Linked DNA regions of Mus musculus: regions 2, 3 and 4 are each linked to region 1. The links are chromatin contacts, called in public HiChIP or PLAC-seq and promoter capture Hi-C maps. All regions are on one chromosome and are shown on one strand. The core of a region is the stretch at or near the end of the contact, and the rest is flanking DNA. Distances in the headings are between cores, read along the strand shown. Region 1 holds the start of Cwc27 (CWC27 spliceosome-associated protein). Region 2 holds the start of Kif2a (kinesin family member 2A). Region 3 overlaps Ipo11 (importin 11). Region 4 overlaps Dimt1 (DIM1 dimethyladenosine transferase 1-like (S. cerevisiae)).

What was found. Promoter capture Hi-C pulls out the DNA fragments that hold promoters and counts their contacts. HiChIP or PLAC-seq counts read pairs in DNA pulled down with a chosen protein or histone mark.
Region 2: a promoter capture Hi-C map of embryonic stem cells shows a contact between it and region 1, with 4 times the contacts expected there. The contact joins the promoter of Kif2a here to the promoter of Cwc27 in region 1. A contact is called at or near these places in 3 of 39 promoter capture datasets (embryonic stem cells, liver and pre-B cells), 2 of 484 Hi-C or Micro-C datasets (B cells and Th1 cells), 5 of 115 datasets of contacts at active chromatin or transcription factors (astrocytes, embryonic stem cells, large pre-B cells and 2 more) and 3 of 9 other capture datasets (adipose tissue, embryonic stem cells and liver).
Region 3: an H3K27ac HiChIP or PLAC-seq map of embryonic stem cells shows a contact between it and region 1, with 4 times the contacts expected there. The contact joins the enhancer-like site here to the promoter of Cwc27 in region 1. A contact is called at or near these places in 11 of 39 promoter capture datasets (the 3T3-L1 cell line, the C10 cell line, the HPC-7 cell line and 6 more), 6 of 115 datasets of contacts at active chromatin or transcription factors (astrocytes, differentiating embryonic stem cells, embryonic midbrain and 3 more) and 1 of 9 other capture datasets (liver).
Region 4: a contact with region 1 is called in an H3K27ac HiChIP or PLAC-seq map of the NIH/3T3 cell line, with 9 times the contacts expected there. The contact joins the enhancer-like site here to the promoter of Cwc27 in region 1. A contact is called at or near these places in 2 of 39 promoter capture datasets (embryonic stem cells and liver), 1 of 484 Hi-C or Micro-C datasets (CD8 T cells), 2 of 115 datasets of contacts at active chromatin or transcription factors (the NIH/3T3 cell line and embryonic stem cells) and 1 of 9 other capture datasets (liver).

The regions. Positions count from the first base shown.
Region 1 is chr13:104,813,967-104,820,458 of GRCm38.p6, forward strand. It overlaps Cwc27 (CWC27 spliceosome-associated protein), which reads right to left and starts at 2,987. Exons shown (of 14, transcript NM_026072.1): 1 at 2,721-2,987. The coding sequence starts at 2,762. It overlaps Srek1ip1 (splicing regulatory glutamine/lysine-rich protein 1interacting protein 1), which reads left to right and starts at 3,204. Exons shown (of 5, transcript NM_026075.3): 1 at 3,204-3,400. The coding sequence starts at 3,388.
Region 2 is chr13:107,018,817-107,026,104 of GRCm38.p6, forward strand. Kif2a (kinesin family member 2A) reads right to left here and starts at 3,539. Exons shown (of 21, transcript NM_001374727.1): 1 at 3,196-3,539. The coding sequence starts at 3,259. 3830408C21Rik (RIKEN cDNA 3830408C21 gene) reads left to right here and starts at 3,754. Exons shown (of 4, transcript NR_015471.1): 1 at 3,754-5,166.
Region 3 is chr13:106,852,355-106,859,498 of GRCm38.p6, forward strand. Ipo11 (importin 11) reads right to left here. Exons shown (of 30, transcript NM_029665.4): 23 at 4,875-4,954; 24 at 4,384-4,464. Among named protein-coding and RNA genes, the nearest start is that of Lrrc70, 20 kb to the left of the region's middle. Within about 2 kb of position 4,382, at least 5 of the 459 cell types and tissues checked have an H3K27ac peak or open chromatin away from gene starts, as enhancers often do. A contact at or near this core is called in embryonic stem cells, where this site is marked.
Region 4 is chr13:106,959,394-106,966,394 of GRCm38.p6, forward strand. Dimt1 (DIM1 dimethyladenosine transferase 1-like (S. cerevisiae)) reads left to right here. Exons shown (of 12, transcript NM_025447.4): 12 at 1-831. It overlaps Kif2a (kinesin family member 2A), which reads right to left. Exons shown (of 21, transcript NM_001374727.1): 19 at 5,625-5,726; 20 at 4,948-5,083; 21 at 1-2,831. The coding sequence ends at 2,746. Among named protein-coding and RNA genes, the nearest start is that of Dimt1, 16 kb to the left of the region's middle. Within about 2 kb of position 1,373, at least 17 of the 459 cell types and tissues checked have an H3K27ac peak or open chromatin away from gene starts, as enhancers often do. A contact at or near this core is called in the NIH/3T3 cell line, where this site is marked.

The DNA of each region.
Region 1 (6,492 bases), core at 1,737-4,236:
GATTTCTGAGTTCAAGGCCAGCCTGGTCTACAGAGTGAGTTCCAAGACAGCCAGGGGATACAAGAAACCCTGTCTCGAAAAAACCAGAAAAAAACAAAACAAAAAAAAGTGCCCCTTTGTATCAGATTTCTTTCACCAAATATGTTTTCATTGAAATTAGAGAGGTCTGTCTTCCAGTTCTGTATATTTAGGCTTAAAATGGTTGTAAAACCTCAGTAGAGCATAAACAATGGCTTTATAATCTTAATGACAAATATTTCAAGACAGAACAAATATTTAATACAAAGCTCATTTTACCAATAATAAATGGAAACATGTATTCCCAACAACCTTCCTAACTTCGACTTGACAGATTTCTCACGCTTTCTATGCTTCAATGCTACCATTTTTTTTTTCTTACATTGTTTTTTGTTGTTGTTGTTGTTGTTTGTTTTGGTTTGGTTTTTTGATTTTTTGGTTGGTATTTTTGTTTGTTTGTTTGTTTGTTTGTTTTTTTTGAAACAGGGTCTCAATGGGGCTTTGTAGACCAGCCTGACCTTGAACACACAGAGATCCATCTTCCTCTGCCTTGGAGTACTGGTATTAAAGGAGTGTATGGCCACACCTACCAAGTTGTTACATTTGTTTGTTTTCAAAACAGGGTTTCTTTGTATAATCCTGGCTGCCCTGGAACTTGCTTTGTAGACCAGGGTGGCCCTGTACTCAGAGATCTACCTGTCTCTGCCTGCCAGATGCTGTGATTAAGATAAGCACCACTACTCCTGGCCAAGTTTCTACATTATTACTGCTATCTTTAAAATGACATTTGTGAAAGCAGGCTTAGTTAATCTAGGTACCATGTAACTAACAATTAAAACTTAGATCATAACATTAAAAAATTACCGACAAGTACCTGGACTTTGTGTGATTTCTTTTTTCTTTCATTCTTTTTTAAAATGTGAGTTCTGTAACATGTGTCTTTAATCCCAGTGCTCTATGGTGAGCCAAGGAGACAAGAGGTTCTCCAGAAGCTCACAAGCCAGCGAGGCTGGCACAGGCAGCATCACACAACAAAAAGACGCTGCCTTTAATTAAGCTGAGAGAAGATAAGGGCCATCAACTAAAGTTATTCTCTGAACCTTCGAATGTGTGCAGTGGGACCAGCATGGAACAAGACACAGACACAAACAGACATAGACACACATACACACACACACACACACACACACACACACACAAAGTTTTAAAAATACTTGTTGTATGAATGAGCTCCTGTTCAGAAGTGCTTTTACTCTGTGGATATATCAAATCATTTCCTACAGTAAACAACTGTTTCCAGCACAGCTAAGGACTCATATGAAACCCTGTTTTAGTTCTTAAAAAAGAAGTCATTAGAGTCAAACAACTAAATGTGCCCATGAGGAATAACAGTTTAACTCCACCCTCACCTATGCTTAATACCTCTCAGAAGCTAAAGAAACAGCATTAAGTCATGTGCCTAGCTATTCTTTCGTAGTGTACGAACTCTACGTAAAGCAATGTTCTAGGCCAGTGGTTCTCAACCTTCCTAATCCTGTGACCCTGTAATACAGTTCCTCATGTTGTATTTACCCTCAACCGTAAAACTATTTCCAGCTATTTTATAACTGTAATCTTGCTGTTATGAATCCTAATATAAATATCTAATATGCGGGGTATCTGATATTCGACCCCTGTAAATGGGTTATTCAACCCAAGGGGTCATGAGCCACAGGTTGAGAACCACTGCTCTAGATGCTCATCTTCAACTCTATAGTGTTTGCATTCTATATAGGAAAGAAACCAAGGTAAGATACTGTTAAATACTGGGTAATTGCTGAGACCCAGGGCATCACTGAGATCTGCTATTTGATAGGCTTCTTTGTTACATTTGAACAGGTAAAATAGCAAACTAGAGAAATGAAGCGTGAAGGTTCTGCATTGTGGAATGGTCAGTCTATTTCATCTCTACACGCATTTATTCATTAAAATTAATATTGTCCTCTAGAAATATATAGCTCAGCATGAAATCTATCAGGGAATCTACTCCCATTCCTATGAAATAACATTCCTCACTCCTCCCCTGCTTCTAACTGACAATTATCTCAAAAGATATCTCCTCCAAGATGTTTTCCCCATCATTTCCTGTTTTCCCTCCATCACTGTCATGGCAATATAATCTCTTCTTCAATACCTCCCAAGCAAAGGCAGGTGTGTTCATGCACGTCTGTAATCCTGAGATAGGGAATTAGTATATATATACGTGTGTGTGTGTGTGTGTGTGTGTGTGTGTGTGTGTGTGTCTATAATACAGACACACATATAAAGGTAGAATACCAACCTTTGTATCATCAGCACCTAGTAGAGTGCGTGGTGCCAAAGAGGCCTTCAATAATGACTGTAGAGAATGCACGATCTCCAAGTTAAACAACAAGCAAAAGTGTACAATCTTGAGATAAGTCTTAAAAACAATAGACACTAGAAGGCGCTCACGTGAGTTGGATCAAGGAAGTTAAGGGGTCAGAAGACTAGCGAATAGGGAGGTTGCCCAAGAACTCTTTCAAAAATATGCTGAGACACGTCACCGTAAAGAATATAAATGCAACACTGGCCATATGCAGGGTGTGGAGAAGAGTCCTTTGGTCTTTCCACCTCTAAAATCCCCGATAGCTGCCCCTCCCTGCCCGCCCCCAGTCACCGTGTCCAGGAGGTAAGGCTCTCACCTTCCCATTAGTGGGCGGCTCCTGGATGTAGATGTTACTCATCTTGCTCAGTGCTCAGGACTCCGCTCCTTAGTGTGGCCGCAAGCGAATGGCGGGTCTCCGGCGAGGCCCACCTGTTAGCACACAATTCTTTAACCTGAGTATTTGGGGGAAAACTTCACTCGGTCAGAGTCGGACAAGACAGCCGTACTAATCACTAGTTACTCCCCAAACTAGCCCATCATGGACGCCGCCATGTTGCTCCCGGACCGGAGCACCGCTAACCCCGGGAGGGGGGACTTCCCTGTCCTTCAGGAAACTAGAAAAGACTATAGGACCTCTACAACTTTAGAGAATTTGTAGCGAGGTTTATAATACGAGCTAAAGGGCCAATCCGTAAATCCCGGGGCTGCGTCCAGGTCAGGCGATTGCAGATAGCACTCACCTCCCGAAGCGGGCCGAAATGGTTCCGACCGCGTGTGCTCCGCGGTAGGACACCCCTGGAAACTGCATCCACAGCCACTTAGTTCCGCCAACCCTAGATGTGCATCGGGCCTTCCCCTGCCCGGTGAAGTTGTAGTGGCCGGGTGGGAGAGATCCCTTTGGGAATGCGCTGTCCTCGCAACGGACCTGAACCTAACGTGATCTCGAAAGCCCAGGACTCCGACGATCCCACTCACCTTGCATCATGGCAGTCCCAGGTGAAGGTCAACCGCAGGGCTCTCTCACTCCAGAGGAATGAGACGAGCAGGGAAGCCCAGAGCACGGGGGTGGGTGGCAGCGAGCACTTGGGGAATCAGGCGAAGGCCTAAAAATTTAGATTTGGTCGGCTTACATGAAAAAGCTTATACTACAAGTTCAAAGCGGGGTGAGAAAGATAGGGAAAGATCATCTCTGTCATTCTTGGACAAGCCCAAACTGCACAGGATTAGAGGGAAAGTGTATTGTAAGAGGGACAAGGGACTTGGTGACAATGAGAACTGTAGGCCTAAGGGGACAACTTGCCCAGAAGACTGTAACTTTCACACGATTTCAAAATAAAATTCGAAATGTGAGCATTTTGCCGAATCCAGGTGGCTATACACATTATACTGAAAGTCGCCAAGAAGAGCACCTGAGGCTTGTTCTAGCACTTCCAGCCTGTAATTTCTATGTGGCTGCAGGCCCGCTGCTGTGCCCTTCCGGGCCTCAGTTTCCCTATCAGTTTCAAGACAGTGCTTTCTCGAATTAGATCTAAGATTCTTTGTAGGTTCCACTTTTGTGTTCAGAGGTTTCTAACCTAGAAACGGCAAACTGAGCTCCGGGGATGTTTTTGTTGCTCCAGTTTACTGGGGAGCCGCTAAGAACTTCCCCAAGCCGACTTTGTCAGAATGTGTTTCTGTAAAACCCTATTATCAAGCAGGTGTTTTTAAGAGATATACCCGCCTCGCATCTCGGAGATTCACAGTGCATAGTACTGTAGGAAAGACCCTCAAACTATTTGTGAAGCCCCAACTTTGCTTAACACTGCCCCTTCCCGCTACTGTTTGACCCCTGTCTTTGTTCCGTGGCAGCCTTTTCTGAACTTTATTCTAGAGATTACTGTTGCGGGGTGGGGCTGCTTCCTAACTTCTGCAGAGGAGCACTCCAGGAGCTGTGAAAAGAGAGGTGACTACATTTATTGAGTGTGTGGCAGTCAGCATGGTAGAAACCCTTGCTCTCCTAGAATTCGGGGGGGGGGGGATTTACAGAAAGTAGAACTAACGCTGGGGCGAGCAAAAACAGGACACCTAACAGGATCCAGAGTGTACAAAAGGATGTTCCAGATGAAAGCTAAAGAAAGGTGAGAGTGCAGGGGACCTGCAGGGAGAGGGAGCAGATACAGAAAGGAAGAGGAACTAAAAGAGGGAATGAAAGAGCCCTGCCGTGGCTAACGATCAGCTAACCTGAGAGAAAAGAGAAATTAACTAAAGCGATAATTCAAAGTATCTAACTTTTACTATGTAACCCATGTATCTGATACTATGTCAAACATTGTATATTTTTTTCCTCCCTTTAATAACCACTGCTATGAGATAGCTGTTGTTAGTCTCACTTCACAGACGGAGAAATCAAGTAACTTGCCTATTACAAAAGCTAATGGAGATTATCCAAGCTCTTGGCCACCATGAATGCAAATGCATTCTCCAACATATCCATGGCACAATAGATTCCCTGCGACTGAAGGACCTTACAAGCAAAAACAAAGTGTTAGGATGTTAATAGACAGTAGGAAAACACTTAACAGCTTTAAGAAAAATTACATTTTAGGATACTGTGACCTAGAGGAGAGTTAGTTAATGTAGAGGCGTTGTTGGTACTTAAGGGTGATTCTGGTCAGTTATGTTACCATTGAGGATGTAGACTCATTAAGAGAGAAGCAGCTAATTTGGAGGGGGGGGTGGTGGTGGTGGTAGAATCACTAAGAATTAATTGCTTTGGTGTGGGTAGGAAATGAGATTAACCTGGTTTTTGACATTAGCTCATTTGAGGAGGCCTCATAACTGGGAAGACATCCCTCAAGATCAGAGTTGAGAGATGGTGGTAAGGTCAGTCTGGAACTTGTGTTGAGGTCTATCTGGCCCGGGATGGAAATGGCCCATAGATAGCATGGGAATAAACAGAATACTGGACAAGAAGTCAGAGTCAAAACCAACACTTATTATAGGACTAAAAGGATAAAGTGTGAGGGACTGTGCAGACACAGTGGGTAATGTGTGAAGGGAAGACCTGACTGGAGTCTAGGAATAATAGCATGTAAAGGAAAGAGCTGAGAACCACGAGCCTGCACAGTACTTGCCTAAGCATTTCGTGAGGCTCTGGTGACCTCTGCATCACACAGTTGCACCCAGAGTTGGCCTGCTGTCACTGCCCATCATTTGGGCAGGCGCTGGAGCACTGGTAGAGTATGAACACACCAGGAGACACACCGTAAAACTTTAGGAATGATAATTTGCTCCTGAAGAAAAGGGACAAAAAGTGATTTTTCTTCTAGCTTTGTTTGAGATGCTCTTAAACTTGAGACCAGTGTTAAAAAAAATGTTAACCTTTCAATTCAAAATAATGTTTCAAAGCATAATAATAAATTGTGTCATTAAGCCAGATGGAATGACTTACATAAACTGCTTAAACCCACCCCCCCCAAAAAAATCAAGATAATAGGCTTGACAGGTGGCACAAACGCACAATGCAACTGCTTTAGAAAGTGCAGATACAGAAGATGTTAAGATAATTTCTTGGATGATCGATCCAGATGCTGCACGGAAGGAAAATGGGGCTCCATTGAGGTGATCATCAAGAAGGACAAGTATTGTGTCATGCTCTTTTATTTTAGGTGTGATGGATTCAGCTTGGGGTGATTGTGCTCCTGGTTATTATAAGGTATAACTATAGAGTAATGAGGCTGCTTTTCAGAAGCCACCAGCCTTGTCTGCTTCAGTGGTCACGTGTTTCCACCACATTGAATGCCAGCTTAAACTATTATGTAGGTAACAATGAGATACTGAAGATCTTCGGGAAAAAAAAATCTTAGACACTTAGTCATTTGACAAATGGCATTGAACATAGGATTCAGTGAAGTTTACTTTCTTTGGAACATTTCTTTGCTCATTCACAGTTGTTCAGCCTAGCCCAGCTGTTGAAGTTGTATTAGTAAGTCTCCATTCTCCATCAAGAGTTGACCTGGTTCAAGTAGCAGCATGTGTTGCCGAGAAGGATGGTGCAGATGCTGACCTTGTTCTGTCTGTGTAGCCAGGGCAGAGGATGAAATGGCAGG
Region 2 (7,288 bases), core at 2,289-4,788, 2.2 Mb after region 1:
TGAGGGGGAAAGGCATTATGAAACAAAACAAAACCCAAACAACTGATAAACCAACCTGGCCTTAGATCCCTCAATTTTACTCATTTCTGAGGATCCTGACCTGAGAGGCCATGAGGAAGGAGATTCCCCAGGTGAAGGTGAAAGTACAAAATGAGCAGAGATAGACGGGGTTCCACTTCCTGATAAATTCCAGATGATTGGCTAAAAGTCTTTAAATTTTGTTAAGTTACATTTATGCACACACACAAACTCACCCCACCCCTGCCCTCTGTGAGTGTGTGTGTGCATGTGTACATCCACATGCCATGGGCACATGTGGAGATCAAAGAACAATTGGAAGGGGTTGGGTTGCTCCTCTGTTGCCACCATCAATGTCCTGGAGACTGAACTCAGATCATCAGGCTGAGTCTTTTCACCAGCCCTAAACAAAGTTTGAAAACAAAACATCCAATAATGAGCAATGAACTCACCTGTCACCCACATGTGTGTGGGGGGTTATGCAGATGTATTGAAGCAATTCCTAACGCCATTAAGCATCGTAATCCTGTAACATCCTGGCTGTGGTTGGAGTGAGAGTGGATATCTTCACATGCCTCCACTGCCCTCTCTATCCCAGTGGTTCTCAACCTTCCTAAGGCTGCAACCCTTTAGTATATGTCTTCATGGTGTGGTGCCCCCCCCAACCATAAAATTACTTCATTGCTCCTTCGTAACTGTAATCTTGCTACTGTTATGAGTCACAATGTAAATATCTGATCTGTAACCCCCACAGGCTGAGGACCACTGCTCTCCAGTGAATGTCTACTTTAGTCATATCGTTTGAAAACATAAAGCAGTCCAGTTCTGAGTATCAATGCTTAAGGAAATATGCTGTCTCATGGATGAGACAGCAGGACTTAGGAATGCAGAAACCCACTGGTAAGCTGCTTTTAATCATCAGTGAGGACTTACTGGGGTTAGAATTTTTTGAAGATCCTCAAAGATACAAATAGGCCCATTTTGGTTCATGATTTGGCCTTTGGAATCTCTTAATATATGGCTGTCACTGATAGAGAAATCAGGGACAAAGATCATACATGCAGCGCAGTATCTATTACCTGGTTAGCAGCAGGCTGAAGTGGCCCTTCTTTATTTACTCCTATGATCTGAGTTTTCAGGATATCAGTGTTTATTCAACAACTAGGTTTATTTATTTAATTTTACTTTTTACAATAACCACTAGTATTTTCTCTATCACAGATCTGTTATAGAAGGAAGGAAAACAAAAGCAGCCTCTTGAAAGTGAAAAGAAGGAGCACGTGGAAGAGTCTCATGGAGACGGAACTGAACACTTTTAATCCCAGTGATTTCCTTTGAAAGTCACCCGATTTTCAGGGCTGAGGATGTAGTTCAATCAGTGAATGCTTGATCCTGGAAACCTCACAAATTGGCAGGAAGCAGGAGCTGTTCAGGGTCCTCAGCTATAAAGCAAGTTCAAGGCCAGCCCGAGATCATAAGGTCTCCCAAACTAAGAAATTCTAAATGTTGTTTTTACAAAGTTACCTACTTTGGCTCCCTGGCATTATGTAAGTATTTACATGATGTATAAGCATTTACACTATCAGTTAGGACAATACACAATGTACACACTTACTTCCTGAGGAAAATACTTTTGAAAATACAAAGCTTTTGTGTATCACAATTTCTGCTATAGGCTGAAATTAAAGACTGAAAGAATATTATAAACCTATATCCTAGAATCACCAAAGAACCAAAATTACTTCAATGCATAATTAAAAAAATGGCATCTCAGATAAAATCACTTGACTATAGAGCTATTTTGTAATGATTTTAGTTAAGATCTTTAAGACTGTAAAGAATATACAGTTTATTATACTTCAAGTTTTGAATTAACATGTAAGTCCTATATTTGTTAACATACTGCCAACCTACATTCACCAAAAAATAAAATGGCATTAGACAGCATAATGATTGCAAGAAAGTCATCTTCAGAGAATTGATAAAGCAAACTCCAATCCAAGTAAAGAAAGTATCCCTTTTCCGTTTGGTAACTTCTAAAGCTCTACAAGTTATAATGTATTTTCTCAAAAATATATAATACACAAAATAATCCTTCCAGTTACCAAATTACTTCAGCTGCAAAGAGGGAGAGAAAAAAAAAATCACTAACCACTTCCAACACATCATAAATAACAGGAAAACCAATCTACTCATGTATACTGATGTGACTTGATCAAATTTGGTAGAAACCAAGAAATGGGTGTTTTGGCCATGCCCTTATTAATTGCGGTAAAGGATGGTGAATAGGCCACAATTAAGTAAAAGGAATTGGGTACAAGTGAGATGCAGTCAAGAATCAATTCCTAACACTAGCATTTCATTCATCCCCTTCTACTCAGTTATTTCATTTACAATATGGATGATTTTCACTTTACACTTAGAAGTGATAAAAATATTTCCCCCCTACGAGGAACCTACAGCAACATCCATAAGCAGCCTATGGGTCTTTTTTTTTAAATGAATTAAACATGTCTCTTCCCCTCGCCTTACACTTCTCTCAGTTACCTCCCCAGGGTGTGAAAATATCAACATCCGGTCGCCCACCCTCTCAGGAGTGTCTCCCGTGGACTGCGTCCATCCTCTCTCCATCCTCTCCTTCCCTTTCAGTAGCATCACCTTGGTGAAGCGTACCGAGTATTTCTTTCCCGTTACTCCCCCACCCCTTTTCATGGCCGAGTGCAGCCTTCTCTGCACTTGGATCAGCAGAAGAAAGCAGCATGCTTGGGGGAGAACAGGCAAAGAGGCCTGACAACCGGATAGCACTTAACAACAACCGGATGGCTCCCCAATGGCCTCTGGCTGCCAGTCGGGTCTCTCGGTGCCGACATCCCCGATCTTCACGCTACCACCCTTTCCACGCCACCGAGGCAGAGACCGGTAAAAGGCAGAGTAGAGGCAGCGCGAGGCACGGGCAACCCTAACGGAGTCCCCTGGGGGGAGAGGACCGCGAACCCGGGAGCGGCTCCCGCCCTGCGGCCGGGGCCCCGCACTGCAGCGGCGCCCGGGCGGACCCCACGCCCGCCTCACCCGCACAACGCCGCACACAAAAGCGCCGGGCCGCCGCCTTCCCGCCCCCACAACCCGTAGAGCAATCAAAGGGGCAGCCGGCCCGACGCGGCCAGAGGCGCGGCTCACCATCGCTGCGCTTGATCTCCACGTAAATCCCGATCTGGATCTTGCCGAAGTTGGCCGTTGCCATCACCTCATCCGGAGCGGCGGCAGGCGGGCGAAACAGGCGGGGAGGGGGCGGGGTGGCGGCGGGAGGGGCAGCGGTGGCCCGCGTCCGCGCCGGTCCGGGAGGCAGCGTGGACGCGAGCGGGGCCGCGGCGAGAGCGGCGGCGGACGAGCGGGCTGAAGCCCCGGGCCTGCGGGCGGACGGGCGGACGGGCGGGCGGACGGGCGGGCGGGCGGGCGGGCGCGCACGCCGGGCGTCCGGGTGAAGCGAGGGCCGCAGCCGTGAGGCGGCGCGGGGGAAGAGTGGGAGGGCTCGCGCCGCCCGCCCCTACGGACGCTGGAGAGGCGGGGCGCCGCGCGCCTGCGCACACCCGGCGGCCCGCGGCTTCCTGCCGTGCGCCCGCGCGCTCGGGCTGCAGGCGGCCCCGCCCAGCTCGGCTGCGGCCTGGCGGCGGGCGGGGCTGAGCCGTCCGCGGGAACGGGAACGGGAACGGGAGCGCGCGCGGCCCGGCCGGGTACGAACCCGCGCCGGGTTTGATTCCGCACGCGGCGGCCTACGAGGCGCGGGAAACGACTCGCGACGTCCTTCCAGAGCTCCCGCTCCGCGTGCACGCTGCCGCAGGAACGGGTTGAGGGCCGAGTGGGATCGAGGCTTTCGGGGCGCGGGACTGAGGGGCACTGACCGATTAAAGAACTGGCTCAGTGCATTTCTGTGGCTGTCAGATCGCATGCCACTCCGGGGCAGCCGGTCCTTGAGGAACCTTATTAAGGCCGGGGCATGCCTGGTTCAGGCTTCCCATCAATTATGGAGGGTCGAAAGGGTGTCGTCCACCCTGAGTAGGAACGAAGACCTCCCCTTGCCCTTTACTTCCCAGCTCATTGCAATTCAAAGCGAAGCCCTCCTGGGCTACCAGCGGGCCTGTCCTGCTATCCTATTGCTTCAGTAGAGCTCAAGGCTTACTTGCCCTAGTCTCTAACTCCAGCAGCTATGACTCAAAATCAGAGCAGAGACTTGAAGAACGTTGAATAATGAGCCTCTTCTGCAGTCATGTGGCTGAGCTGACTACAGCAACATGGAGAGTGCCAAGCAGAGGGGGCCAGGTAGACAAGCGTGTAAACTGAAGTGTAACCTCCACCAGCTTTGTCGTAAATTCTTTGTAGAATGACTTACTACTCTCCTCAGTTACTCCCTGCCTGCCCATTCCTGCATCTTGGTTTCTTCATCTTCCCCCATGATCTAGGATAATATGATCTCTTCTCCTTCCCCCTGATTATTTAAATCTTCCTCTCACCTCCCTACATTTTTCACTTGTTATTTACTTTTTTTTTTTTTTTTTTTTAGATAGGGTGTCATTTGACCTAAGCTGGCCTTAACCATGCTATGTAGTGAGGATAATCTTGAATGCCTTACTGGTGTGAGCCATCACTTCTAGTTTATGTGGTACTGGGGATAGAATCCAGGACTTTGTACGTGATGAGAGCATTGTGGATGAGAATGGTTCATGTGCTTGAATACTTTGTCCCCATTGTTGGAACTGTTTGGGAAGGATTAGGAAATGTGCCCTTATTAGAGAAAGGGTTTCACTAGGATCAGGCGCTGAGGTTTCAAAAGACACCATTTAGAGTTAGCTTTCTAGACCTCTTACTTGTGCATCAAGAGGTGAGCGCTCAGGTGTTGAGGCCAGCATGCCTTTGTTCCACCATCATGGACTTCAAACCTAGGAAACCATAAGCACAGTGAAACACTTTTGTTTTGTCGGTTGTCTTGGTCATGGTGCTTTATCCCAGAAAGAGAGGCAACTACAACACCAACAAGCAAGTGTTCTACCAAGTGAGCTAAACTGCTAGCCCTGAAAGCCTACTGTCTTTGTAAAACCTGCTCCACCCACTCCAGCCTAGATGACTCTTCTGCCTAGGGATTCTTGCAAAGTGGTAAGTATCACTTTGTAAATAGACATGTTTGATCTATAACTATGTATACATAGGAACTTTTCTTTTTTTTCAAAGATTTATTTGTTAATATTTATATGAGTACACTGTAGCTGTCTTCAGACACACTAGAAGAGGATAGTAGATCCCATTATAGGAGATTGTGAGTCACCACATGGTTGCTGGAATTGAACTCAGGACCTCTAGAAGAGCAGCCAGTGATTAATGCTCTTAATCGCTGGGTCTTGCGCGCGCTCGACTGGCCAGGAAGAACGACGCTGCAACAGGATCCTTCTGCACAAGTTTATTGGGAGAGCTTGATTGTAGAGGCGAAGAGACCCCGAGCCCAGAACTGGTGCTGCTTTTATAGGCCTAGGAGAGGCGTGTCTCACACCCGGATTGGTTATGCACTACGCCTCATTTGCATGTTCCTTATCTGATTGGCTACTCTCTCTCTCTGTACCTCACAGAGCCTCATTATCATACCTCATTTGCATGTCTCACATCTGATTGGTTACTCTCTCAGTACCTTACAGAACCTCATTATCATACCTCATTTGCATGTCTCACATCTGATTGGTTATACTCTCAGTACCTTACAGAACCTCATTATCATGCCCGGGCCAGGCAGTGTCTTTGCAAAAAACTTTACTGCATATGTACACATTGGTTGTTTGTCCAAACTTATGCGTGGTGGCCAGCAGTAGTCAGTGCCACTCTGCAACGGCACATGTGGCTTCCCACAACTGGGCCTCTCTCCAACCCTTCCTCATCACCTCCTCCTCTCTCTGTCTCTGTCTCTGTCTCTGTCTCTTTCTCTGTCTGTCTGTCTGTCTCTCTCTCTCTTTCTCTCTCTCTCTCTCTCACACACACACACACACACACAAATTCTTATTGCATGGAATAATCCTGGACAGAACCAACTTAAGGGGAGAGAAGTTTAGTTTTGCCCAGAATTCAAAGGATACAGTCCATTGTGGTGCGGAAGACATGTCAGTGGGAGTGTGTGACAGAGGTACCTCACCTGTTGGAAGATCAGGGAGCAGAGAATGGGACTGGTCCCTGGGCTGAGATATAGCCTCAAGTTTTGTCCATTGGTCAATATCTACCAGCTAAGCCCCATGTTCCAAAGGTTTCCATAGTCTACCGAAACAGTACCATCCAGCTGGATGAAGACCGTGTGTGCCAAAGCCCCATGGGGCCTGTGTCATATTCAAACCATAGCATTATGGTCATTTGTCCTCCATGTTTAAAGTTCTGAAATGCCAATGGAACATAGGTCGCATAAAGTAATATAAAAGTAACTTTTACTCTCTTGTAATAATTGTCATCTCGGAGGCTTACTGCTTCCGACTGCTAACCTGTGCCTTGTCCCAGGAGCTTCTAGCCTCCTTACAATCTAATCTAGACCTAGCGTGTTTTCAGCCCCTGAGACTTTGTGCCGACTAAGCGACTAAGCTCACCCTTCCTTTTTCTTTCTGATCTCTGGCCGGCTGTTTTGTCTCAAACTCCTCTCAAGCTCACTGATTCAATCTGGCTTCTCTGCATGTCTGGCTTTTTGCTCTGCTTGGTCTTGAACTATCTTTGGCAATCTTCTGGCTCCTTCTCATTCTCTGGCTCATTCTATCTTCACCTGTGTCTAGCTTGTTCTCTCTTCAACCTGTCTCTGTAAAACTGTCCTAGGAAAACTGCCCTCTTCTTTCCAATTCTCTTTTTGTGCTGCTCTGTTCTCCCTCTCAATTCTGTCTTGTTCTCCACAAACTACTGTGTTCCTGTACCACACTCCCCTCCTCCTGTGCTCTCGGTCTCTCCCTCAAGTGGCTTCCTTTTCCTCTCTCTTCTCATGAGAGTTGGGCAGATCTTATTGTGTCAGATCTTTCTCTGACTCATCATTTTTCTGTCCTCTCAATGAGACATCACTTACAAACTCGGATGCTTCCTTCTCCCAACGAACTTTCCCTTCATTGTCTGAGATTAAAGGTGAATACTAAGGGCATGTCTGTATTCCAGCCAGAGGGATTAAAAATGTGTGCAAAGGGCTGAGCCACACCCTAACTAGAAACAGTTTCAAATATCCTTTCACAAAGTAACATGCTGTTAACATTAAGTAGTATAAATGTACTTA
Region 3 (7,144 bases), core at 3,132-5,631, 2.0 Mb after region 1:
CAGAAATTACTGTAATAGTTATGTTTAGCCAAAAACAGACTGACTGGTGTATAACCTGTTGTATTAAGGTAATATTAGGAGCTATAGTAAGAACCATAAGAGAGTTTTCTCAGACTAGAAATCAAAGTATAAAATAAGCACACCATTTTCGTAAAATACCCTGATTTTCCATCGAAAGCCCAGAAGAGTTAATAGCGCTGGGTGGTGCGTTCCTCGTACTCAATGTCCACTCGTTCTCAAACCAAGCAAAGGTCCAACTATGGCAATGCTTTCTTTCAAATTGCCTTAAGCACATATTATCAAGTCCTCACTATTAAACTCAAGTATTTACAATCTATTCATGATCTACTTTGGGCACTACACTGTTTTAATCTACAGTTTGTATAAAATGTTACCATATTTGGATGATAACAATGTGCGTGGATTCATTCAATGAGAAAAGCATAAATTTCAAGGGAAGCAGACAGGTGGCCTCACCGTTGGCATTTTCAAGCACAATGAAAAAGAAATTGGTTTGTTACTAAAATTATGGAGCTAGTATGTAGTACTTATGTTTGAAATTCTCCATAACAAATGTTTTAAAAGACTGTATTATTCTGAAGAGCAATAAACAAATATGATTATCTTAAACAGCTTAGACACGCCCGTTAATAACATGCTGCTGTTGTGTTACTAGCCTTGTCTTAAAAATCACATTCACTTAAAAGATTTTTGTGTAACATTTTTCATTTATTTGTTTACTTTCTTACTGTGTGTGTATGCGTGCATGCACTTGCACACAAGAGTGCACACACACACACAGATGTGGAGGTGAGAGGCCACTTGCACACAAGAGTGCACACACACGCACAGATGTGGAGGTGAGAGGCCACTTGCACACAAGAGTGCACACACACGCACAGATGTGGAGGTGAGAGGCCACTTGCACACAGAGTGCACACATGTACAGATGTGGAGGTGAGAGAGGCGCCAGCCTTTGGAGGTTGGTTCTCCCTGCCCATCATGTGGGTTCCGGAGTCCAATTCAGGTCATCACCTGCTAAGCCATTTCAACCAGAACCTGAAGTGCTTATTTTCAATAAATATTTATTTAAAATAAATCATGTAGGAAGAACATTTGGTTTGGATTGTTTTTCTAAAGCCAAAAATCCAGCAACCAAAAAAATTAGTCTATAAGTGTATTTGATCAGCTTTTTGTTTTGGTTTTGGATTTTTTTTTGTTTGTTTATTGTTGTTTTTTGCCAAAGGCTAACTATAAAATGAGAAAACTTGGTAATTAGATTAAAATAACTAACTTTTATACTAGCTTATTAGACACTAGGCAGTGTCTTGACTGTTTTATATACACACACACACACAAAGTCCACTCCTTGCCCTAGAAACTTGGCAAAGCTCTTCCTGTTTTACAGAGAGAAAGTGAGAAGGCAGTCAGTGACTTGCTCTCATCACATAGCACTGGCAATTCTGATCTAGCCACCAGCTGTGCTACACTCGGGCCATGCCACCTTCCCTCTATTTCATAACAGTTCAATCAAAAGCAAGCAATAAAAAGCACTATTTCTTAGAACTCCCTAAAATATTCCTTACTGAAGTTTTACAATGCCCACACCAAAGAATTCCTAAGTCAGCTTCCAACAGTTACTTCACTACTAATATTGCAAAAAAGGCTTTATTAAAGGCAAGCAAACAAAAAAATCAAACAACTTTCAAATCAAGTTTGGTTTGGAAAGTGTTTCAATGTAAGAAAGAAGCTTTTTCTTAATCTCTTAGCATATGCTGAGCGGAACTAAACACTGTTTTTATGTCAGGTGCTACATAACAAGTTACTGCAAAGCTTGGGGGCAGGGGTAGGCACAGTTCAACTTCCTGAATCCAAATGGTAGAAGGAACAAACAAACTCAAACAAGTTGTCCTATGACAGGTCTGTCTCCAACACGCGTATAAAATATACACACATACACTTATGTACATCTGTACAAAAAAGCAACGAAAGAACCAAGCCCAAACAAAGCATAGCCAAGAATCTTTTAAGTAGCAGGACAGGGTATCCAACAAATAGGCCAAGTGAACTTCTACTGTTTGATACTGAACCTCTAAATCTTTAACATAAAAACCATTAATACAGTGCCATTAAAATCTAAAACAATATAGCACATACTATTTGAATTTTGGATAGTGGAGAAACTTACAGACGAACAAAGGAGTCCAGTAGAAGAAAGATTTTAAAATACATAGATAATACTAAGATAATATGACAATTTTCTCTAAGAGTGATAACTCATAGACAATATCAATAATGAGTACTTGAAATAACAAACTAAATACTACTAAGTAGTAGTTCAATTCATTTTTTTCCTTGCAATTATCGAGCAAACATTTATTAGTGGGCTTGATATGTGCTGGAAATATAGCAGTCACCAGGCCTGCTAAAACTGCTGCTGTTATTGATCTTGCATTCTAACTGGAGGAGGTGTAAGATAAATCAATAAATAAATGCATGTTCTATGAGACTGCAGTTAAGTACCTGAAGGAAAAGAGGGTCAGTGAGAGAAAATCTAGGTTGGAGTGGATTCTGGGCCACAGAACAAAGCATTTACTCAACTACTTGCAGAAAAAAGTTTCTAATTCCTGACCCACAAGGTAAATGACTGAATATATTAACAAATAACCCCAAATATACCCAATTTATAAGTCAAACCAACCATGTATACACTTACATAAATATCTAGAATATATATGTGTGTGTCCACCGAAAACAGACAATACACTCAGAGTGCTAACTGGTTATTATTCCTGTTAAATCTGTGTATCTATGTATTGATTAATAGGAAATAAACGTTTTATAGTGAGTTCCACTAGAAGAAAATTCACCTTGAAGATCTAAGATAATGCCACAGTTTTCTTTTTTTTTAAAGATTTATTTATTTATTTATTTATTTATTTATTTATTTATTATATGTAAGTACACTGTAGCTGTCCTCAGACACTCCAGAAGAGGGAGTCAGATCTCGTTACGGATGGTTGTGAGCCACCATGTGGTTGCTGGGATTTGAACTCCTGACCTTCAGAAGAGCAGTTGGGTGCTCTTACCCACTGAGCCATCTCACCAGCCCATGCCATAGTTTTCATAACAAAAAAGTAATTGTCAAGATTGAAAGACTTTGCCAGGCATAGTGGTGCACGCCTTGAATCCCAACACTTGGGGAAGAGAGGTAGGTGGATCTTTGTGTGTTTGAGGACAGTCTGGTCAACACAGTGAGTTCTAAGATAGCCAAACCTACAGAGTGAGACCCAGTCTAGAAAAAAAAAAAAACCAAAAAATTAACAAAGTTTTAAAAAAGTAAGACTTTGTCTAGCCAGAATTTACTTCTCTTATTTGATATAAAACACAGCTAAGAAATTAAGACATTTAACAGCTACAGCTTTCAAATTCCATATGTAAAATATGGATACATATGTGCATATACATATTATGATATAGTTTAATACAGTTATACGTTAGCTACTATACTCATGTTATAGCATTTCTTTCATAGAAGGTCATATAAAGATAATACATACAGTTCACAGGATACTGGCTCTTAACTGGACAAGATCCCAACAAATCTAGCTTCTAACTTCAATACTAAAGTTAAAACTGTCAGTGAAATTGTTGTCCCAAATGTAGACTAACTAAGACTAACTAAGCAGTGACCACTGCTGCTTAGCATACGAAGACTAACGTCTGAGTCCCGGTCTGGGAGGCAGGCTGCCAAGGTGAGGGTGTAGCTCATGGTGAGGCTTGCTTCCCACTAGAATACCTAGAACACTATCAAAACAACTGAAAACTTAAGGTACACTGAAGGTTGCTAGGTTTAGGACAAGTTGGTAAAAGGCTTTTAACTCATCTCTATCCAATGAGGTTTTAGGATAGACATTATTCCAATCAGCTACAATCGTATTAGCAGGGGGCTGGAGAGATGGCTCAGTGATTAAGAGCACAGGTGATCTTCCAGAGGATCTGGGTTCAATTCTAACTCCCACATGACAGCTCACAACTGTCTGTAATTCCTGTTCCAGGAGATCCGACACCTCACTCAGACATACCTGCAGTCAAATCAATAATGTATATAAAATAAAAATATTTATAAAATTATTAAAAATAAATTATAAAAACAAGCCAAAACAAAACAAAAAAAATGAGAAATCCAAAACTGCATTTTAACAAGACCTCTAGGTGACTTGTACACACATTCAAATTTGATGCCTTTGGTACAGAGGAAGGAATTCGGCCAAATTGAACACTCGCTAGAATTCAATCAGTTTCTCTCTTTCTCAGCCATCCATTCTATGGAGGCTCGGCCTCACCAATATCAGCATGACAATCAATTTAAAATGACAATACCTTCAGCACTTGAACTTGACCTTCTGTAGTAATCTCTGGTAGCAGCTCATAAAAGGACTGGCACAAACCTGCTGCATATGTCTGAAATCCAATCAAAGGTCAATATGTGTAAGAACACAGCTACAATACTGAAAAGGCAAGAAACTCAATTTGGAAGGTCTCACATTATTCAAGAATTGGTACTAAAGGTCTAAGCAAACACTTTCAAGTAAGACCCCTCATAGGAAGAATGAAGAAGATAGGCCGTAAGCTACTGCTACACTGACTGCTGAGTATATAGTTACGTAGATAGTGCATCTTCTGTAGTCAGCTTCAGTGGAACTGGACGCTGATCTCGCCCTTCCTACAGTGAGAAATACTTACAGGGAAATAAAATCTCTAAGCACTAAAGTATCAGACCGAATCTGAACTTTGAAAAGGCACTTCCTGATACCACACAAACCCCAAAATAATATATAATTATTAACAATGCAAAAGGTGTTCTGACATACCTGTAAAAATTCTGTTGATGATAAAAAGATATAGCCATTGATGATCTTAAAGCAGGTTCTGAGATTCTCTGAACTTAATTCTGCCAAAACAGTAATTATTGTTTAAAAGAGCAAATTAACTAGCTGTTCAAAATTTAAGTGAGGTAATGATTCATTTTAGTTAAAACTAAGTTGCTATAGCAACTTGAAGCACTCAAGTTTGTTTTTAACCATGATTACTAATGGATTTTGACTGTTTATGGTTCCTGAAGCAGCAAGCATGCAGCTTACCGTTTGCAAGGCAGCTGGATGGAAGCTCTAGGATAGAAGATCAGACAGGATTGACAATGTTTTATCATCAGAAAAAGAAAAAGAAAAATCTCTACAAACAAGTGAAAAAGAAAAACTAAGTTACAGCAAGGGTGGTGACACACAATTATAGTTCCAGCACTCAAGAGGTTGAGGCTGGAGGATTGTGAGTTCAATGCCAGCCTGGATAAAAGGAAAATAAAATAAGAGCAACTTACATGCTTTCTTTATAAATTTTCGTGACTACAATCTAGCCAGTATTCATAAGCTGGTCAGATGTAACAGTGCTCTCATTCACCCTGTAGCAGTAAAACTCTAAAGACTGAGAAAGGCACCCTTCCCTTCTGTCGTCAGAACAACGCTAGGAAAGCGCACGGCTGGGACTTTTCATTTCCAACCAAAACCTGAGCTGGGTCCTGGGGTTTCCTGGTTTATAAAGAAAAGTATGTAGAGAGCAAGCGTGTTCAGTTTTTAGTGGGGGAAGACGGCAGAGTGGGGTCGCTGTATGAAGCTGACCATGAAAGCGTGGAACCCTGCTCATGAGAAGGCTCAGATGACCGGTCTGGCTGACGTTCTGACGCGGCCAGACTGGCACTACATAAAATCCCCAAGGTAGGAAAAGAAGCTACACAAGGCCTTTGTGCCAAGCACACCTCCTTTCTTTCCCTAAGACAACTAAAAGACAGAGTTTTCTAGGGAATCAGCAGGAAGCAGCCGGCACTGCCTTTGGGAATGATTGCATGTCAAGGAAATGGCAAAGGGCTGGTTACTGAAAAACAGACTTTGAGTTATTACTTGAGAATTCTTCTAATCTGAGGAGGAATAAGGAATGACATTTTTTTAAGGCCCTCAAGAAAAGAAAGTGGGGAGTAAGGGGGAAGGGAATAGAGAAAGGAAAGGGTCTCGGGAGAATGAAGTGATTAATGGCATTATCTAGTCAGCACAGTCATCTACCCACTGAGTTTCGACTGTTACCAATCATACCTGTGTCCACTCACATCCGCTCCTGTTTGCAAAGAATCTCTCCTTTCCTAAACTAGAACTAGAATTTTTATGTCTGATAAAACTTCTCAAAGTAAGTAAATTCTTGACAAAGGGTCCAAATTTGGGGGTCTTCTACCTAAATACTCGCCCAGAACAATAGTCAACAAAGTTTTAGTAACAAAACTAAAGCTGCTTCATGGCTGAGCCTTGTGGGAGCTGAGGGCTGGGAAAAGAGCTCAGTGAGTAGATGGCTTCTTGCACAAGGGAGGAGCTACACAGGGACCCACAGAGCCCCACAGAAAGCACTCATGGCAAGGAATGACTGACTGCGTGCTGGGGAGGTGGAGCACGAAGGGGCCCAGAGACTCACTGCCCAGCAAGAAAGGCTAGCTGACCAGTGAGCTCCAGGTTGACTGACACACCCTGTCTTGCACAAAACATGAAGGTGTTATAACAAGATGACCCAGCAGCTAAGGGCACTTGCTATTCACTCGGGAGACCCAGAGTAAAGTCCATCACCCATGCAATAAAGCAGAGCATCTGGCAAATGCCTGTAACTCCAGCTCCAAGGGATATGACACTCTCGTTAGCCATGCATGCATGTATGGGACAAGGATTCCCCCCCACACACACACATGTGTACAAATATTCACACCAACACGTTCTCATTTATACACAGACAAATAAGGTCAAGAGAAACAGAGAAGATACTTGTCCCAGCCTCCACAGGTGCATGGGCAGGTGCACACACCAGTAGACACAAGCATACACCACACATACACCACAAGAATTAAAAATCAAATTTTAAAAAGATAATCAAAGGGCCAGTAAACTGCACTGTGTATAATTAATATGTATATAATTAAATTTAAGTGTGCAACTGACTTGGCAAGCTCACTTACTAGGATGACTTTATAATCAAAGCATTATTCTTAAGAGATTTTAAGCTAGGGATGTAAGTCGGTGGGAGGTCACACTAACCAGTGAGTTAAACCATC
Region 4 (7,001 bases), core at 123-2,622, 2.1 Mb after region 1:
GAGGGTCTTTTGGAGGTTGACTTTAATCTCAGACTCTTGCCTCAGCCTCCTAAATAAATTCTGGGGTTATACTTGTGCAAAGTAAGTTTTCCAGTTTTAGTTTTCAGCTTTTTAAAAGAACAGACTAAAACTACAGGTTCCTGGTTATTCCTGACTTCTAGATAATTAAAATTCTACTACCTGGTGTTTCTTTTTAAGCTATTTAAAAATTGTCAGATAAAAGATAAATGCTGTTTATATATTTTAATAAATTAGCTGTTTTATTTATATAAGGAAACTAAACTAGCTTCTCTATTTATACTTAAAACTTAAAAGGAATATCTCCAATTACTTGAGAAAAAGAATGCTAAGTAAACTTAATATAAATTGCTCGCCTACAGTTTTTCCTTCAAAATCCAGTTTCTAAGTCATATAGTAAACACTTATTATAGTAGCTATGAATAGTTAGCAGCCTTTAAGTTTGAGACATTTCTAAAGAATATTTAATCTAGAACAAAAACATTTGCTTAGCTGCAAAAGCAGCTTTTGTCATATTGATCAGAACTGTTCTTAAAGTTTGTTTATTGTCAGAACAACTTTGCACAGTTCACTTGTACCATTCTCTACCTTAGGGAAACAATTCTGCTAGACTAGGCTTTCTCAGCTTATTTTCTTCCAACTAAAGCTTTCCCTCCGTAAAGCTGAATCATATTTTACCTACCAAGATATTTATTGATGTACTCTGACTACAGATCAGGACGAAGCCAATAAGGAAACATGTATCTATAAAGACCTTCAAAGATAATACCTGTCCAATGCCAGTAACATTAAAGCTCAACTGTTAGGTAAGTTATGAGCAAGTTTGTGTCTTTATTGCCCACTATATATGAGACATTCTCAGAACTGGAGGCAAGGTCTTTGTACATAGCTCTGGCTGTCCTAGAACTTAGTATGTATACCAGGCTGGTCCAGAACTCAGAAATCTATCTACCTGCCTCTGCTTCCATGTGCTGGATGCAACTAAGGGCATGCACCACTATACCCAGCAAAAATTACCTTCTTTAAACAGCTGCTGCAAGGTCAATAGAAATAGTCCTTCATTCTTCCTCCCGTCTTTGAAACAAACACAAATAGAATATAGCATAAAACTCCAAGAAAACCTGAGTTCCTTCCAAAACAAAGCTAATTATATTGAAGTACATTATTTCTAAATTCGTTTCATAAATTTCATTTATTAATAAGCATATTGTGAAAAAATCTACATTTGATTTAGATTTCATGTTTACAGAGTTTTCACCATGGTGTTCGGATTCCTCAGAGCTACTCTCATCATTTATGACCAGTGAAGTAAAGAACCTGGCTCATGACTCTTCATGGATTTCCCCTCGGTACACTGAGTCATCAGTAGGCTCCCTAGAGTTAAGAGATCCATGGGAGGTTCTTTGGTTAACCTACTGGACTAGATAGTGGGAACCAAGGGAAAACTCCTAGAGATATACATATATATATCTTTAAACAATATTTACATGAAAATTGGCCAGTTTTCTTTCTTAGATTAGCAGCTAAAAATGAGTGCTGCCATTAATAGAGTAGCCTATTTTGCCATCAATCTACAGGCGAAATATGATTCTCAAAAACCATCACATACTAGGTTTAGATGGAGCTTGGAATAACCTGCCTCATAAGTCATCAACACTTCTCAGGGGTACATACTGTCTATGCTTGGTTTATCTAACTTGTATTAGGGATTACTTTCAGTGTACATACAAATGTTCATGCATCAGAAGCCAGTTTCCTTTAACAGTACATTAAATTTTGGTGAGTTAATAAACACTTCAACTTAAATAATGGCATTGTTAAGGACCAAATTCCACTATTAGTCTTGTTAACACCACTGGCACACACACTGCATATGTATATATGTATTATCCTAAAATAAAACTCCTCTCAGAATTTCTTTACTTTTTACTATACACCAACTAATTCATATTTTAGGTTTTTTTTTACAAAGAAAATGCTAAGAAAATTATAATCACATAATTCCAGATTTCTTTACACATAAGATGGAATGGTCCAGCAGCTATGTCCACTGTCACAGACTTTAGTTCCGTTCAATTGATATGGCACATCCTGCAAAATTAACTAGTCACACACAAAAAAATGTCTCAAATACAGTAAAAATGTACACACAGTAAAGGTAATTTACAGTCACAAACAAGGAATGTAATTAATCTCGGCTGTTTTAGAAATCTAGGGTCAATAGCCTTAGCCAAGGCACAGAAGGATGAGTAAGCACGAGTGTCTCTAGGAGTAGGCAAAGTATGTACAATCACTCATGAGGTATGCATGCACGCAAAGGGTTCAAAATTGCTCAGTCTTGCTATGAAAATTGATCTGCGTTAAAGGAAATTCTGTGGCTTCCCCTATCTTCCACTTCTGGATCACTTCCACAATCTTTAAATAAAATTGGCAAGGATATCCAAAAGCAATCACTATTTATTTGGGCAAATGAAACAAAATACTTCACTAGTCCGAATTATTAGTTGTGCCTCTTGGTCTAGAAGCATTTTGTCGACAAAGGAGTGTTTCACAAAATTGAAATGTCATTCAGATGAAGGACAAGATATTTTCCACACACTTAAGATTTCAAAAAACGTTAAAAAAAAAAAAAAAAAGATTTCAAAAACGTTCAAGTGGCCTTTACAGTCGGACCACCGTTGTTACAGTATTGGGGATTCTGGGGATCCTTTAGTAGCAAACGCCAACTTAGAGGGCTCGGGGCCTCTTGGGGTTAATTTGCTTGCTTGCTTGCTCTTCTTCTTGTAGCGCTGCGCGAAAAGATTTCACTTTATCTTGGAATAAGAAAAGAACAAGGGAGTAAGTATTGTAAAACAAGCAGTACAGTGCACAACTTTTACAGCATCTATCCAGTACCTCAGAGCTGTGCGTAACTCTACCGAGTACAAACTGATTTTCAACCAGTTTCTCTTATACACATTTTATAGACTATTGAGTTTTAGTCTGTTTCTAATTCTTTTGAGAATACAGGAAGTATTTAAGTGTTTAAGTATGTAATCTTATCTAAAAGGGAAATTATGAGTCTTACTCAAATGTAAAGCAGACACTCCTTCCAGTATTATGACATTTCTACTCAGCCCTACTATACCAGTTTTAGTATGAAAATTTAAAACCTGATTTCAAAAAATAATATGTTTTCTCATCAGGGATTATGAGAGAAGTTAACAGAACAAACACATAATTGCTCTCACATATTCTATCTACTACCTTTTATTGACCAGGTTATCAATAGGTTAATAAATTATTAAATTACAAGGAATTATGGAAAAGAGACATTTTTCTACATTAGTGATGCTCAAATGGAAGTAGCTTTTCCCAGGAACACTTAGTCATGTCTAGAGGTGTTTAAATTATCACAACTGGTATGATGCTGTGCTCTAGTGGATAAATGCTTATAAGCAAAAATACTCAATTTATTTTGTAAGGGACAGCACCGCATCCCTCAACAAACAATGTTTGGAACATCATGAGCTCTAAACAATGACAACAGGTATGTAATTCTACTTTTGCTGCAATGTATCTGTGCAGGGGGCCCTGGGTTCAATCATCACAACATATAATACTGTGTGGCGAGACCTACATGTGAAAAAATGATAAGCTTAACTTTCCCTTTTAGAAATACAGTATTTTGCTGGGCAGTGGTGGCTCACGCTTTTAATCCCAGCACTCGGGAGGCAGAGGCAGGTGGATTTCTGAGTTCAGGGCCAGTCTGGTCTACAGAGTGAGTTCCAGAACAGCCAGAGCTATACAGAGAAACCCTGTCTCAAAAAACCAAAAAAACAACAACAAAAAAAGAAATACAGTATTTTACAAAGTTAATTTTTCTGAAACAGTCACTAATGCCATATTTGACATGATGTCTAATCACCAACTTCATGAAGGGCTTGCTTTAAAATTTTAAGCTGCAAATCTGTGGCTTAAAGTAGGAATTTCATTCTGATTTCATGTACACACACACACATATGAACTGAGGGAAGCAAGAGCAAAATCAATATACATAAGGTACTTTTAAAGGTACATGTTCCTTGCCTCTATGTGTATTCTGGAGCCAAATGTGAGTGGCAATGGCCTAGGAACACAGATTTAGGTTACCCCAAATTACATATTTCAAGTACAAATAATTTTATGAAGGTTTTCTAGTAATGGAACAAAGAAAGTCATGAAGCCATTTTCTAAATTCAATGGTGGAAACATCTGAAAGGTGGGGTTCAGCCAGGGAGAAATCTCCACTGTTGATCTCAGATACTATCTCATAACACTTATCTTTTCATTAGTTTGTTATTAATACATTCCAAAAGTTTTTATCAGTTTATCAAGATGTTAGGTGTGCTTTTATTTACTAGTTACACAAAGTTAGATCCAACACAGAAGTGAACTGGGAATGACTCTTTCCTGGGGGTTAGAAAAACTGTCAAGAGGCTGAGGCTCTGCAACATTCCAACTTTTCCTGTCATGGAAATTCTAACCAATCAGCCTCTGTAGACAGTTACTTTCCATGGAGCCTTTGTAGCCATGTTAAAAGAATGCCTCTGTTGTTTACCATGGCATACACCACTCTGGGACTTGCAGGGTTTTTATGTCTCTGCCTCCCTCCCAACTCACCATAGGACTGAGACAACAGACCTGTGTGACTGCACCTAACCTTTCTTTACATGCGTTACAAAAATCAAAACTAAAAATCAAGTACTTCCCACCCACTGAATCATCCCCCAAGCTGTTTTTTTAATTATTGTTTTAAGAGAAACAATGATCTTTATATACGCTTTGAAAGAAGGCGACAAAATTATCTATAACAATCTTTGCTTTGTATGTCACCATACAAAACCTCATTACTATACATCCTAATACCACACAAAGTTCAAATAAACATAAAGATGGAAAATAAGTTACCTCGTAACTCAGTTAAAATGTCTATTTTTTGCTCAAGAATAGCTTCAAGTTGTGTAGCATATGAGTCTACATCATAGTCTACTTCTTCAGTCATCTCTAGGAGAGCCTTTTCATCTTCTATCCAGCGAATGGATTCCTAACAACAGAAATCCAATACAAAGACTTGTAAAGTGTTGTTTTACAAATATCTATCCTATCAGACTGACCTACACATTGTGAATTCTCAAACATACTTAAACTGATATTCTCAAAAATGTTAGTAGACATGTCATCTTTATTCAGTCAAATGAAATATTTTCATAAACTTTATTTTAGCTAGGGAATGAACCCTGGCATGCTTTGTGCAAGCATCCTACTACTGAACTACGTCCTCAGACCTGTTCCTTAAATTTATTATTATCCTATGTATGCATTTGTTTATTTGTTCTATCCCGTTTAGTCCTGGCTGTCCTTGAACTCACAGAGATCTATCTGCCTCTACCTCTCAAGTGCTGGCATTAAAAATGTGAGCCACCAACACCCAGTCTGTTCATTATACTAAAGCAAAACCCTGTAGAGAGATATTTACTACCACACGCCCTACAAATACATGCTTATACAACTAAGTAATTTTCAAAGTATTTGGAAAGTTCTGATTAGTTTAAGGCCTGTTTGCCAGAAGGCCTTTTCTTACATACCTGGAACACTGCCCTATGATCTTCCACAACCTGCTCTTCCATCTCTACCATCTGGGAGACAGCTTCATGGAAAGTGAACAGCTGTGGAGAAACTTCTTCTTCCTTAAAACACAAAGTTTAAAAATATGACCTAGAGCTTATTATTTTTAAATGTCATTAAGTTTTATTTTTACTTTTCTCCTTCCTTGGGAGCCTTCTCAGAAACTCATGAGCCTTTAAAAACAACTCATATTCTACCCACTGAGCTTTAAGCCCAGACTCAAAAGCAGGTTTGCAGTCTTTTTAGAAAGGCTTTGGGGACAAATGGAAAAAAAAAACTATTAAAATAATAGAAGAAGAAACGCCACAATGTCTTTCTCTGGGTCAAAATAATATAAGTCTAATTAAGTAAATCAACCTACTCATAAGTAAATTAATTTTCACTTAGGAACTTATTATTATTTGCAGACATACCCTAAAAAATACCTCTTGGAACAGTCCAGCTTTTCTCTTAACTTTGTTTCAGGTTTTACTAGTTTTGCTGATGATTTCTCTAACAATTTCTTTCATACACATGACTTTATGACAGCATGAAATCAACATGCACACAGACACCGTACTTCAATTTTTCTTTTTGAAAAAGAGCAGGATCTTGCTGTCACCTGGCTAGCCTGAGACTGCATATATATATATATATATATATATATAGCTCAGGCGCCCTGCAATTCAAATGCTGAGAATTCAGGTGTGTGCCACTATGCACAGATTAAGTTTCTTCTCATGAAAGTAAAGATGTAAGGACACAATCTTTGATTGGTACAATATATTTCAATTACTATCTAAATCAGTATTTTCAAGGACTAAACTTTTTTTAAAAACAAGACCTTAATTTTCATTTATACTATATAAATCATTTACTAATTTTTACAGTAAAAAATTACAATTCTGTTTAAAAAGAAACAGAAATCTCTCAATAGTGCTTAGAATGGTTTCAAATTGCGGGACTTATTCATCCCTCCTGCCTTAGATTCCCATATAGTTCAAACTACTTGATGTATTTTTAGACTTGTCTGCACTCCTGGATAAGCCAGTATATAGTCCAGGCTAACATCAAATTCTTAGCAATCCTCCTACTTAGAGCCTCTCTTGGAATTACAGGTATATATCACATGGCTAGGTAGCCAGATAATTTCTTTATAGACATTTCAAATGACAAATCATAATTGTACTTCAACAAAGAAACATAAAAATACAGGCTTGTTTTGATAGTAACAGCAACTTAAAACTTATCAGGCTTAGCTTTATTCTGGAGTTTCCTGACTGTTCTATTAACTCACTCTGTTTTCTAATAGTCTGGCTTTAGTGGCAAAGACAACTATGTGGAGATCTGTTTAGAAA